2 separate regions of the Callithrix jacchus genome follow, and region 1 is linked to region 2. A link is a contact called in public Hi-C data. All regions are on one chromosome and are shown on one strand. Each heading gives the region's core, a stretch centred on a gene start, on an enhancer-like site or on the middle of the called end of the contact. The rest is flanking DNA. Distances are from core to core; before and after follow the strand shown.

The links. A called contact is a pair of places that touch in the nucleus more often than the background predicts.
Region 1: a Hi-C map of skeletal muscle shows a contact between it and region 2, with 3 times the contacts expected there. The contact joins the enhancer-like site here to the promoter of KLF15 in region 2. A contact is called at or near these places in 2 of 3 Hi-C or Micro-C datasets (induced pluripotent stem cells and skeletal muscle).

The regions. Positions count from the first base shown.
Region 1 is chr15:77,041,009-77,043,708 of calJac240_pri, reverse strand. No RefSeq gene overlaps it. Among named protein-coding and RNA genes, the nearest start is that of KLF15, 62 kb to the right of the region's middle. Within about 2 kb of position 1,353, at least 7 of the 16 cell types and tissues checked have an H3K27ac peak or open chromatin away from gene starts, as enhancers often do. A contact at or near this core is called in skeletal muscle, where this site is marked.
Region 2 is chr15:76,978,678-76,981,377 of calJac240_pri, reverse strand. It overlaps KLF15 (KLF transcription factor 15), which reads right to left and starts at 1,367. Exons shown (of 3, transcript XM_035273943.3): 1 at 1,155-1,367. LOC128929766 reads left to right here. Exons shown (of 4, transcript XM_078352409.1): 1 at 1-47; 2 at 833-935; 3 at 1,145-1,655.

The DNA.
Region 1 (2,700 bases), core at 104-2,603, 62 kb before region 2:
GTTGAAAGAGTTATTTTCAACAGAAAGGAATGTCTGGGTTACTATAAGAGATTGTGGAGACTGAGGTTTTATCATACAGAAGCCTCCAAGCAGCAGCCTTCAGAGAGAATTGATAAATGTTTCTCATCAGACACTAAGGTCTGTGTTGATGTTAATACTGGTCATCCCTTCCTGAATTCCAAAAGAGAGGCAGGTATAATGAGACATGTCTCACCACCCCTCTTCCCATCATGGCCTAAACTAGTTTTTCAGGTTAACTTTGGAATTCCTTTGGCCATGAGGAGGGGTCCATTCAGATGGTTGGGGGAGAAGACTCCCAACCATCTGAGAAGAATTTTGTTTTTGGTTTACATCTGCTACCTTTGCTTTACTATGATTTCAAAACTTGCACCTAAGTGAGATTTCTTCTCCGGCGTTTTTTTAATACCTTGAATTATTTTTAGTACTTGACATTTATTTTATTTTTTTAAGAGTCGAGGTCTCCCTATGTTGCCCAGGCTGGTCTCAAACTCCTAGGCTCAAGGGATCCTCCTGCCTCTCTCTCGGAAAGTGCTGGGATTACAGGCCACCACGCCTGGCTTGATGTTTCTTTTAAAAATATGTATTGCTTTAAGATGTTTAAGCATATTAGCTTAGCATTCTATACTGTATTTGTCCCACTTTTAAAAGTTTCCTTCTGGCCTCTTTTGCATGATACCTGCGGCATGTTTTCTATTGCATTAGCTCCCCACCCCGCACCCCCATAGAGCTAAAACAGCTACCAGCGTTCCCTGAAAGTCAGGGATGGCCTGGGCTGGTTGGGGGACTGTAGCTGGAGCCCCTGGCTGGCTGTGTGATTCTGCCCAGTCCCGCTCCCTGTCCTGGCCCTCTGGTCTCTCCTTACGGTGGCGTGGCGAGAGCTCCGAATGAGGCCTCAGCTCACGCACTCCATTATCTTGAGGCTACTCCCACCCCCAGGCCCGAGGGAGACAGAGGCCCTTTGAGCTGTAGCTGGCAAGCGAGGCTGGAGTCCCAGGGCTACCAGAGCGTTGCGGAGGGAATGCTTTGAAGAGGCCCCGCCCTTCCTGGGGCTGAGGCTCAGCTCCGGCCTCCCTCACCCGGCAGGGATTCCCGTTCTAGGGGACAAGTGGTTCGTGCCAGCGAGTTGATGTGGGCGCTTTCTTCTGCCCCCAACCCCGCCTGTCCGCTTCCTCCCCAGCCCCCTTCTGTGAGCTCTCAGAGCTACAGAATAAGGACACTCCTTGGTCCCAAGCCAGCCCCAGCTTGCTCGGGAGCCTGGATTTCCCCCTCGACCCCATCACCGCGAGGGGCTGTGCACGGGAATCAGCTCCAGAGGCACCCGCAGGCGCCGCACCGCCAGGGACGCGCCTTTCACCTCCCAGCAATTGCAGCGCTGAGTCGACGACCTGATTCCACGAGAGGCGGAGGAAGCTTCAACGTTGAAATTCTTTCCTCTAGGTCCTTGCCAGGGGCTGGGGCCAAAGCCTGAGCAAGACCAAGGCCTCCGGGGCTCGCACTCAGGCTCCGTCCTCTCTGCCAGAGCGCGGCTACCATGACTCGACATGGCAGGTGGGCCAGCATATCACAACCCAACAGTCATGCTTTTTTTAATGCGTACTAAAAATACAGCTGGCCTGTGAAACCCACAAGTGTAATCGCTTACAATTAGGCTAAGTGGACATGTGAATGGTTAATAATGAGTTGATTAAAATATTCAGAAATCATCTACTGGAGACCGGCAAACTGCAAATGGTAGCATGGGAGCAATTGATCTTCGAGAAAGCTCAGACTCCTGCAAGCCGTGGGTTTGAATTTGCACATGTGCATACAATGGGTATGAATAAACCTTTCCTCAAAAAACCTGACGGAGTCCAGTCAGTTATTTGCCGTGGATAGGTGCCAAGGCTGGCTACTTCAGTCCCCACTCGAGTCGCCCCCGACCCCACTTCAGCCCAGCCTGGGAAGTGCAAGGCACTTGGGAAGGAGCCACGCCCAACACCCTGCACCAGCGTCCTCCTGACCCCGCCTGAGTCCACTGCGCCTGCTGCAGCTCGTCCCTTAGTTCTCCTTGGACCGAGGGCAAGAAGTTGGCTGTGCCATCAGCACATGGCCCTCTCACTTCGGGGCTCACTCTCCCGGACACACAATCAGGGCTGGACGCCTCCAGCAGCCCCAAGCTCCCCAGCCTTCACTCCAAGGCCCACAAGCCTGACAATTTGGGCAACTTCGGAGGTACGGACATCGTGATACAATCTGAAAACAACCATTTAAGACTTTTTTTTCCCCAAAAACTCAAGTAATTTTTTTTCTGCTTGCAAAATCTATAAATTCAGTTCAATATCAATGAAAATCCCAGAGGGATGTTGACACTTGAGAAGCTGATTTGAAAGTTCATCTGAAAGAGGAAATACAAAGGAATCCTGAAGATGATTTCAAAAAGCTCCAAAAAGACTTTAGTAATTCACATAGAAAATCCAGAAAGATTCACGTTTATGTGGAAATTTAGTACTAAAGGAGGCCTTTCAAAGCCAAGATGGAAGGTCAACAGCGGCTTTGGGGAAAACTCATGATCCATTTTGAAACCAGTGTTAGAATCTTCTTATCATTTGCAACAATGAACAACAGGTGTATTAAAAGGCTAAACGTTTAAAACATCTATAAAAGTTTTAGAGCCAAATATGGCAAAATATTTTTAAAATC
Region 2 (2,700 bases), core at 118-2,617:
CATGTAATTGATAACAAGCCCAGCGCCGGCCAAGGGCTTGCCATTGGGTCAGCGTGCAAATCACGGGGGTGGTGGTGGGGGCCGCCCTTCAAAATAAGAGTCCCGGGTCCCTGCGCCACCCGCAGGCCCCAAAGTCGCAGAGTCCGGGCGTTCTCACACCTGTAGGACGGCAGGGTCTCCCCAGGGGCCACCTGGTCCTGGTGGACAGGGGAAGGGAGATTTGAGGTACCCAGACATTTGGAGATTTTGTCACCTCCTAGGGCCGTGGGAGAAAACAGCCCCTCTGTACCCTCCGTAAGACGGGGCGGGGGGAGGGGGGTTCCATGAGTAACACCACGGCGGGGAGGGAAGAGTGAACCGAACCACCATATGGAATGGGGACAGCCTCTCTGCCCCGCCGCGGCCATCCCTCGACCAAGCCATGGCTTTGGTAATGTTCGATCTGAGGGGACGGAGACTCAGCGTAGAGTGAGACGCGTGAACAGTGGCGGGTGTGCGTGAAGGGGTGTGAGTTCCTGTCGTGTGACTGCGTGTGCGGGGCGTGGTGCGCGGCGGCCGCTCTGGCTGTGCGGGAGGCTGTCCGCGAAGTGCTCGTGCGTGGAGCCTCCGTGGGTGTCCGCGCGTGTAGACAAACGTGCGTGGGAAATGAACAGCCGGCTCAGACCCCTCCTGGAGCTCTGGGCCGCTGCCCGCTGGGCACCATGCCCTCGTCCCGCGCCCCCCTTTGCCCCCACCACTGCTGCGGTGACCGACAGTAACCCCTCCCTCTCCAGCCCCTCCGCCCCCAACCCTGGACCGGCCGGCGCGTCCGCTCGCCCCCTCCTCTCATAAGGCCCCGCTGGTGCCCACCGTATGGGAGGGCAGGCCCGCAAGGCGCGCCACGGAACCGCCCGGCCAGGCACCGAGGCGGCGGCGCGGGCCTCAGCAAAGTGCTGGTGGGCAACAGGGGTGGGGGGGGTCACCTCCCCCGGGCTTGCCCGACCCCTACCCCCCTCCGCGGGAGACCACCCCGCTCCTCCGATATTCCTCTGGCACTCGCGCCGTGCTTCCGAGAGCTGCGCGGGCGCACGGCCACGCGCCCCGAGGCCCGCCAGTCCCCTGATCACCCGGGGCCGCGTCCACTCGGCCGGCCGGCCCCGCCGAGCCTCTCCCACCTGAACTTGGCACACGCCCGACCGGCGGCCAGGCCCCGGCGGTCCTGCGGCCGGGCGGGCTGGGCTGGGGGCGGCGGCTCGGCTCTCGGTCCGGAGGCGGCCGGGGGCCGAGCCGCGGGTCCTGCGCTGGCTCGCTAGCCCGCCGGCCCGCGGGTCGCTGCGGCGGAGCACTAGCCCGCCCGCAGCTCGCTGGGCGCTCACTCCCCGCCGCTCACGTGACGCCGTGGGCGCCGCGAAGGCTCGCAGGAGGCTCGGCCCCGGCCGCGAGCCCCATTGGCCGGCGCCGCGCGTCACAAGCTCCGCCCCACCCTGGCCCCGCCCCTCCCCGCCCCCGCTGCGCCCGGCCTTGCGCGGCGTCAGCGCTGGGATCCCTGAGCTGTGCGACGCGCAAGCCTCCCAACACGCTGCCTGGTCCCCGGCCCGCAGCCAGCTCTTTGCCTCCACCCCTCGCCACGGTCTCGCAGCGTCCACGAGGGTCGGCTCCTGAAGCTCGGTCCCCAGGTGAGAACGGCAGACGGGCTCCACGACTTATGAAAAGCCCTGAGATAGCCCCATAGAGCAGTCTGCGTGATTGAGGGGTGAGCGCTGGGGAGCCTGTCTGGCCGGGTCTGCCCTACAACCCCACCTTCATCCCCAGCGCGTTACAAGCAGCTGTGTTCCCTGCTGAGTGCCAGATAAAGTAGGAGACTTGCCTAGGAGAAGGTATTTTTGGAGAAATACGGTATTGGTCTTTCAGCAGGGCAATCAGTTACCCTCTGGAAAGTGTGCGCGCTCTGCACTGCCACCCCGGCCTCTAGGACTATCTAAGGGGTTTTGCTGATTCCCCACCTGAAGCCAATGATACCTTGTCTCTGGGGCACCTTTCTGAAGACCACATAGTGCTTCACAGTCTACAAAAGCGTTCACAGACTGCCTTAGTCCACACCAATCCTGGCTAGCTTTTGGGTTCCGGCTTAGAGATAGGAAGAGTAAGGCTCAGAGTGGCTTGCCCAAGAGAAACACGTGCGCTGTTGGTACTAGGCACCCTGCTGTGCCCTCTAATCCACACTCCAGCTGGATCCTCAGCCAATCACTTTACAGATGAAGAAACCGATTCAGAGAGGGCACCAGCCTTGCCCTGTCCCACAGCTGGGAAGGAGCAGGTAGAGAGGTAGAGCCAGGTCATCTTGCAGACACCCCCAGGGCACCTGTGCAGAGCTCTCCTACTCAGCTTCCTTTCTCTCCCCTCCTGGCACTGGGAGGTAGGGAGCATTGTCTCCTGCTGCTTCTGGAAGACATTGCTAAAGCAGGAATTTTTAACCAGACCCTTTCTAGGCTCTCTGGAATGCTGTGGGTCTGGGTTTGCTTAACCAGGCCTTTGGGGACACTCTCTGTACACCAAGTCAGTGCCAGGGATTCAGTTGCTGCTACCACCAGGAGCCAAACCATGGTTTAGCCAGAGGGCTTTAAGGACATTTGTGTTGAGGATGGTGAGAAGCTTTCTAGTACACAGAAGTTGGAATGACCACTTCTGGCATTGCAGCAGCCCTGGCTAGCCTGGGAAGAA